Linked DNA regions of Drosophila melanogaster: region 2 is linked to region 1. Evidence: chromatin contacts called from public Hi-C data. All regions are on one chromosome and are shown on one strand. The core of a region is the stretch at or near the end of the contact, and the rest is flanking DNA. Distances in the headings are between cores, read along the strand shown.

The links. Hi-C and Micro-C count contacts between places; a contact is called where the count stands out from the background.
Region 2: a contact with region 1 is called in a Hi-C map of the Kc167 cell line, with 1.6 times the contacts expected there. A contact is called at or near these places in 5 of 107 Hi-C or Micro-C datasets (the Kc167 cell line, the ML-DmBG3-c2 cell line and embryo).

Annotation. Positions count from the first base shown.
Region 1 is chr3L:17,910,746-17,914,979 of dm6, reverse strand. CG5290 reads left to right here and starts at 2,415. Exons shown (of 4, transcript NM_140769.3): 1 at 2,415-2,732; 2 at 2,784-3,154; 3 at 3,209-3,711; 4 at 3,773-4,234. The coding sequence starts at 2,669.
Region 2 is chr3L:18,752,793-18,756,705 of dm6, reverse strand. It overlaps lncRNA:CR45938 (long non-coding RNA:CR45938), which reads left to right and starts at 2,621. Exons shown (of 1, transcript NR_133269.1): 1 at 2,621-2,909. ftz-f1 (ftz transcription factor 1) reads left to right here. Exons shown (of 10, transcript NM_079419.3): 4 at 833-1,050; 5 at 1,202-1,572; 6 at 2,073-2,129; 7 at 2,194-2,392; 8 at 3,263-3,521; 9 at 3,588-3,688; 10 at 3,811-3,913.

The DNA.
Region 1 (4,234 bases), core at 1,166-3,665:
TTGAGCTTAGAACTTTAATTTATTTATGTGGACCAGTTAAACAAATAAAAAACTAAAGGATTATTTATTTCTAGACAGGTTGGAAATGTTCTTTTGTTTTGAACAGGAACTTGGCTAAAAGAAATATTAAAAATCTTAAACAAACTTTTTTTATTTGCAAAAATTAATACATTAATAATTTATATACATTTATAATACATAATAGAGTTATTCTAGATGTAATAAAAATTCTAAATAAATTAATTGTGAAATCTTATACTTTTGTTTATTTTTAAGGCGATACGAGCTCAAGTTTTTTTCCAATCAGCTCAGATTAAAATAAAAATGTATGTATCTGAAAATGATAAAGCACATAATGTACCAAAATATATGTATTATTCTTCATAATTTTGTTTAACAAAAAACAATAGTATGTCTGCTTATTAAGAACCCAATTGATTCATTGAATTTCATTCACCATTGTTTTGATTTGGACTTTAGTCATTTGCGTATCTGCAGTGAATGTTTGCATCTTTATTTTTTTTTTGTACCTGTGTGAGGGCATTTGTATCTGCATTATTCATGACTGACGTGCAACTTGCAGCCTAGCAACTGGAGATAAAAACAAAAAAATAAAACCGAACTGCCCGTTTTGGGTCATGATGACGTCCACTTGGAAGCCGCGTGCCGGCTTCAATTCACCGGATTCGATTCGAGTGCATTTGAATGCGTTGTGCACTTGGCCATGCAACGCAGGCGTGAAAGAGAGTGCACTGCAATAAAGAGGGAGAGAGCGGAATAATCGCGCCAAAATGACAAAATCTTTTATGCTGACTACTAAGCCAAGCTCAGCAGAAAACTTGAAACTCGAAGAGATACTACAGGCAAAAAGAGTATTTTTTAAATAAGAGAAATAAAAGCTTTTTTCTCTTTTGATTATGTGGTGGAATTCAAATTTTAAAAAATTTAAGAGTTACATGGAAGTTAGCCGTTAAAAAAGCTTAGACCTGTTGAGAGTTAAAAAAGAAAAAATTTTAAAAATTGAAATAAAATGAGTTGAAAATGTTTATAGTAATTAGTCTAGAACTTTCTTAAGTTCAATATTATAAGCGCAATGAGGGCTTACAAACAATTATTGCATACGTATGATATTACAAAATCAGGAACTAATTAACGAAGGTTAGGAAACATAAAACATATATGTATCTTAATACATTTTTAGTTAGTTCTACTTCTAAGATATAATGATTCACAAACAATCCATATTAATGTGAGTATTTGAAACTCAAGAATTTATCTTAAATTTAAAAAATTAATAACAAGGTGTAATCTAGTTTGTAGAACTAATTAAAATTCCATTAAAATAATACAGCCGCATTTAGGTCCAATGAGTTGGTAACGGGAAATACCATCCTTATCTTACCACCGGATTTGTTTGGCAGATTCCATTCGACGATAAGTGTTCGCAGATAGACCCACACATCGCAATTAAATGGCACTGATACCCTTTATCGCATCTTGTGCTATTGGGTTTCGCCGGAATATACAAAGTATCTGCCAGATACGATTTCTTTTGTTTCTCCGCCGGCAACTGTACTGCGTTTTTGGGGGGGCTGTGCTCGATGCCAATGCCCCACCCGCACCACCACCCCCTCGGCAACTCAGCGCGTTCTCCGATAGCGACGGCAATCGACGACCTTGACCGTGAAATTTAAATTTAGAAGCTACGGCGGCGGCTAAGACGTAAAAAATAAAATACCACCAAGCTTTTCGAAGCTATCTTCGCCAGTGTATTAGTCATTGTGTGTTCTGGCAATTGCAGAAAAAGCTGCGCTCTATCATCGGTAATTCCCCTGCACTCTCCCAATAATAACAAAGATTCTTTAAAAATAAATTTGTCCATTTCACGAGTTTGCTTCATGTGACTTATATAAATATTCAAGTGAGGCGGGCAGCTATTTTAAAAAGCAATTTAATGAAACATGAACTTGCGTACTGGCGCCGTCGCGACTTGGTCAATGATGTAAATCCGTCTAATTGCACGAAATTGAAGGCAGCACCAATCGGCGCAGGGCGATTTTAGGTAACGTAAGGCTAAAAATAATGTCTGTTCTTTTGATTAGCTGATTTGTAGATGCGTTTGAAATTACCGCCAAGACAAAGTGTTGGTTAGCTTTATGCAGGTCATTTGGTATTTATAATACTGAATTTTAATACCCTTGAAGAGTTCTTCACTTCACTTCATTTGTTGAAAGTTTTTAGATTGCGCGCAATAGACATAAAATGTATTCATTGACAGAAAGGATATTTAGTTGCTACTATTTAATTAGCTTACTAAGATGGTAGAGAGGGACTGCTTGTTATTAGAAACGAGGTATTTTCCTTTAAATTTTCCGCCTTTAGTAGCGATATTTTGGATCAGCTGATTATTTGCGGAACATTCGGGAACTCCCATCACTAATAAACAATCTGCACGATTTAAAAACATTCTAGAAACACGCTTTAAATGACTGTTAAGCAATTAAATTAAGATTGAATTAATTCAAGAAAAACCGTTAACGTACCAACCAAGTAAAGTTTCTCTTATAAAGTAGTAACTTTGCCTTAAATCAAGCCGGTATTTTTAAACACGTGAAGCACGTGGATTGTTTATCCAAAATATACAACAATTTCATCAAAAGCTTTTATAATGGTTGCCGATATATTCAGTGAATATTATATATGCAATTTCAACGATGCGGTGACAGTTGAAGGTACAAATAATAATAATAGCCCGTAATATCTGATATAAAAACTGCCCATAGATCTGCCCGCGGATGAGACACTGCGTCAATTGTGGACCCGCCAGAAACTGTGGACAATAGATGAACTCCGGGAGATCCTTCAACGCTGGCAGGAGCATGTCAAGCCAGATCCGAATGATAATCCCACCTCACAACTCAAGGATTTCCTGCTGCTGATATTCGCTTTTGTTCAAAACAGTTTTACTGGGCCCTTTGACAAACTCGAAGAGTACCAACAAATCCATAGTGAACTAGAGCTGGAGAAACTCGACGCACTCGAGAAACTGAAGGCCAGCGGCGAGGAACTGAATCCAAATGTAAAATCTGTAGAACTACTACTGATTGCCAGGGAAATCCTTGAGGGACTTTTAGAAAACCATCCAGAATCAAAGGTTTGTTGGCTTCAGTGAAATGCACTGCTGTTTATTAATGAGCGATATACTTAGGTCCTGATTTGGTGGCGATTGCGTCTGATCTGCCTGCATCAACATGTGCTGGATGATTTGGCGGCCTCCCTGTATGAGCAGTTTAAGTCAGCAGCTGGACATCTTCAGGCTCATTTCAATCAGTTTGAGAGCAGGGAACTGCAATCCCTGCTACTACTGGAGTTGGCCAATGGCTACCTGCAGTTTCATCGCTCTGAAATAGCCTCCCAAATACTGGATGAACTGTGCAAGCATCTCCAGGTGGAGCTAAAAGTTGAGGGTTTACTAGGAGTACGCACCAAATTCCAGCAGAAGGCCCTGCCACAACTCTGCCTCAAAGTTGAGCATCTAAACGAGCAGCAGCCTCTGCCTCCAGCCGTCCAAACAAATGAGACGACCAAATTGCCAAAACTGCTTCTTCTGGAGGATGACACGCGACTGGAGCGGATACGCTTTGTGGAACTGAAGGACAACGAAGTGATGACGCTTCCCAGTGTTCTCCAAGCTCTGGTGCTGGCCAAAGTGTAAGAATGGCTAATGGTGCATAATATTTTTCTGATATACTAAAATCTTTCCTTTACACAGAAAGCAATTGAAACGCTCAACGCCTAAGGATCGCCTGGCGGATGAACAACTGGAGCCGTATACACAAACCCTACTTTACCAGGAACACGGACCATTCCAAGTCCGGCAGTCAGCCCTTCTTCTAAACTGCCTTCAGGAATCGAATCAAAGAAGGACAGTCGAACGCAGCTGGAAACAATGCGAGGAGTGTGTCAAACTGCTTGACACCTCCGAGGAGGAGCTATCGCTGCGATCCCGACTCTCCTACGGTTTCGCCGCCCACTTGAGTCCCAAGTGGCAGGTGCAGCTACAGCTTGTCGACTTGCTGCGATCCTTGGGCATGACCAAAACAGCTCTGGACATCTGTCTTCGCATACACGCCTGGCAGCAGGTGATCGAGTGCTACACGAGTCTGGAACTCCGTCACAAGGCAGCGGAGATCATCAGGCAGGAACTGGAGAAGAAGCCAACGGCATTGCTGTA
Region 2 (3,913 bases), core at 1,372-3,871, 840 kb before region 1:
TATAATATTTAAAACGTAGTTGCTAATAATAACTACGATTTACATGTAGTAAAATATATTATCGGCTGTTGGTAGGAAATCTACTTATCACTTTTCCAAATTAGAGATAATGAATACAAAACTTTGATTTTGACTTTTGTTTCCTATGAAGTTGATATTCCAACGATTTTATTTCTCTGCACACTTTACGCTCATTTTTCGTGCTGCGCCATAAGAAGCGCATTTTTATTGCGTTTCATTTAGCGTGTTCTCACACACTAACGCAAGTAAATACACAGATGTGCGTTGTACAGTTTTTGTTTTACTACTGTTGTACAAAGCGGCGTATGCGCAATATGTGTATGTAACCATATTTCCCATGTGCGTGCCCATATGTGCGTATGCATGTGCACCCTGCTGTTGATAGTGTGCGTTTGTTTCTGTGAAGCGTTGTTATGAGTTGGCTTTTAATGAGGAGCATGTATGAAACGAATAGGATGCTAACCCCCTCGCGTTGCAATTTTGCCAGCCCGAATTGTGGGTCAGTTAAGTGGGAAATGTTGAAAATGTTCAAAATTGTGTAGAACCATTGAAAATCAACGGGGAATGGGTGTTTCATGAAAACTGGGTGCTCATTAATTTGTTTAACTATTTTACATTGCTAAGAATATCTGTTTATTTCCTAGTTTAGGAACTTCTCCGATTTTCACGAAGGTTCCCGTAGTCAACAAATCAGATTTGAGAGATAAGGGAATTTTGTTAGGAAATTGAGAACAGAATTAATTCTTTTACCAAGAATCATTTTCTACTTCGAAACTCATTCATACTCATTTGCAAATGTGTTTTCTTGCAGCTGTTCGAGCGGATAGAATGCGTGGTGGACGCAACAAATTCGGACCCATGTACAAACGGGATCGCGCGCGGAAGTTGCAAGTGATGCGGCAGCGGCAGTTGGCGCTGCAAGCGCTGCGCAACTCGATGGGTCCGGACATCAAGCCAACGCCGATCTCGCCGGGCTACCAGCAAGCATATCCAAATATGAACATTAAGCAGGAAATTCAAATACCTCAGGTGAGCGATGCGATCAGGATTGTTTTTCTCAATAATACTTTTGGTCGTTTTGATTGCTTTCATCGTTGTCATCGCTTTGGCATACAATTGATATTTAAGATTTATGGAATACAACCTATAGTTATGAACGAATTTCTGCTTATATCTTCAGGTATCCTCACTCACCCAATCTCCGGACTCGTCGCCCAGCCCCATAGCAATTGCGTTGGGACAGGTGAACGCGAGCACGGGCGGTGTTATAGCCACGCCCATGAACGCCGGCACTGGCGGCAGTGGGGGCGGTGGTCTGAACGGACCAAGTTCCGTGGGCAACGGCAATAGCAGCAACGGCAGCAGCAACGGCAACAACAACAGCAGCACGGGCAACGGAACGTCCGGAGGAGGAGGTGGCAATAATGCGGGCGGCGGAGGAGGAGGAACCAATTCCAACGATGGCCTGCATCGCAACGGCGGCAATGGCAACAGCAGTTGCCACGAGGCTGGAATAGGATCTCTGCAGAACACGGCCGACTCGAAATTGTGGTATTTAGCCCAAAAGCCAGAACAAAACTCAATGAATATTCGAACTCAAACCAAATTAAACGACAAACGAACTTCAACAAACATTGAAAAGAAACTTTCGTTACATAAGCATATTTGTGGAAAAGGATTCAACCTGATCATGCAGCAAGTGTGGAAAAGGGCAGTCATATCAATATAATAATCAATATAATATAATAATTAGACTTGAAAAAAAAAGATGTATTGTAAAAAATGTACAAACCTTGAACGATTTCCTTGTACAGAAGAAGAGTATATACATTTAATTGGAAATATTTGTATTCATTATCAGATATTATATGAGCTTCGGTTTCTATATTTAAATATATATCTGATAATGATATTATAGATCTCCAATTAAAGTCTTCATCAAACTGCCCTTTTACGAATTGCTTAGTTATCACTTGATGAGCTCTCCAATTAGAAGTGATCTGAACTTTAATTTATAACTTTTCCTATATCTTTTGTTTTCTACCAAAAAGCTTCGATTCTGGCACACATCCATCGAGCACAGCCGACGCGCTAATCGAGCCATTAAGGTGGGTTTTTGCTGGCGTAAATTGAAGTCTTGAGATCCATTTAATCACATTATTATTCATGCAGAGTCTCACCGATGATTCGTGAATTTGTGCAATCTATTGACGATCGGGAATGGCAGACGCAACTGTTTGCCCTGCTGCAGAAGCAAACCTACAACCAGGTGGAAGTGGATCTCTTCGAGCTGATGTGCAAAGTGCTCGACCAGAATTTGTTCTCGCAAGTAGACTGGGCACGGAACACCGTCTTCTTCAAGGATCTGAAGGTATGGACCAACACCCCGATATCCTCACATCGAGTAAATCAAAAATCAGAAATCAGAAATCAGAAAATCAGCAAACACAGACAGCAGCAACATGGTTCAAAGCCAAAAACCAGTTTTCAAACTAGGGGCCAAGTCTGCGGCATGTTATGTAAACCACCGACAACTGAAAGCGACGTCGACAGCGACGCCGGCAGAATGTGCATTGAATTTCGATTTCATTTGGCGTCTGACCTACTTAGCCAGCAAAGCTGAACCAGTCAGTCAGCCAAGCAGCAGCGTCTCTCGCTCAATGACGCAACTGATGTGCTCACCCATACCACAGCCCATCAAGAGCGGAGAAACTGAAACGGAGACTGAGACAGAGACAGTGACATAGAGCGAAACCGAGAGAATCCCCAAGAGAAAGAGACGACGTGTTGTAATACCAGAGCATCCAAAACTAGGCCTTAACTTATCTACATACCATATCATCATACAAAATGTATCTATTGACTATTGAGCGTGCGGTTGCTACTATAAACTGAAACTAAACTGAGATCACTCTATTTAAAAAAACATTTAAAAAAATAAGTAAATCTACTAAAAATTATTGTATACGAAAGGTTTATTGGTTCAAATGAATTAGCTATCATTATTAGAACTACTAAAAGGAAAATTGTATTAATATTATTAATCAGCAAAACTGATGATTGTTGTATGGAAATATGATGATGGAAATATCTATATGATGTATGGAAATATCTTATTATCTTATTAATTAAAACGGCTTTTAAACCTTCTTTATGCATAGTGGCAACCGCGCCTGTTATGTTTAAGTCTTTTTTCATTTCCAATTTACTAATAAAATTTTATTTATATTTTTTAATTTAGGTCGACGACCAAATGAAGCTGCTGCAGCATTCCTGGTCGGACATGCTTGTTCTGGATCACCTGCATCATCGAATCCATAACGGCCTGCCCGACGAGACGCAACTGAACAATGGTCAGGTGTTCAATCTGATGAGTCTGGGTTTGTTGGGAGTGCCACAGCTGGGCGATTACTTCAACGAGCTGCAGAACAAGCTGCAGGACCTGAAATTCGATATGGGCGACTATGTCTGCATGAAATTCCTAATCCTGTTGAATCCAAGTAAGGCCGTATAAGTTGCGCGGTGCAGATTGACAACCTTCTTAAACCCTTGAATATTTCCCATAGGTGTACGGGGTATTGTCAACCGGAAGACCGTCTCCGAGGGACATGATAATGTGCAAGCCGCTTTGCTGGACTACACCCTCACCTGCTATCCGTCAGTGAATGTGAGTAAAGGATTCAGTTTTAATGTGTAGGGTATCTGAGCTAAAAACCATTTACTTTTGAAATCATTTGTAAATTGCGTACAAACAACTCTAAGCAACGATTCTCTTTCGCCTAATTGCAGGACAAATTCAGAGGGCTAGTTAACATCTTACCGGAAATCCATGCCATGGCCGTTCGCGGCGAGGATCACCTGTACACCAAGCACTGTGCCGGCAGTGCGCCCA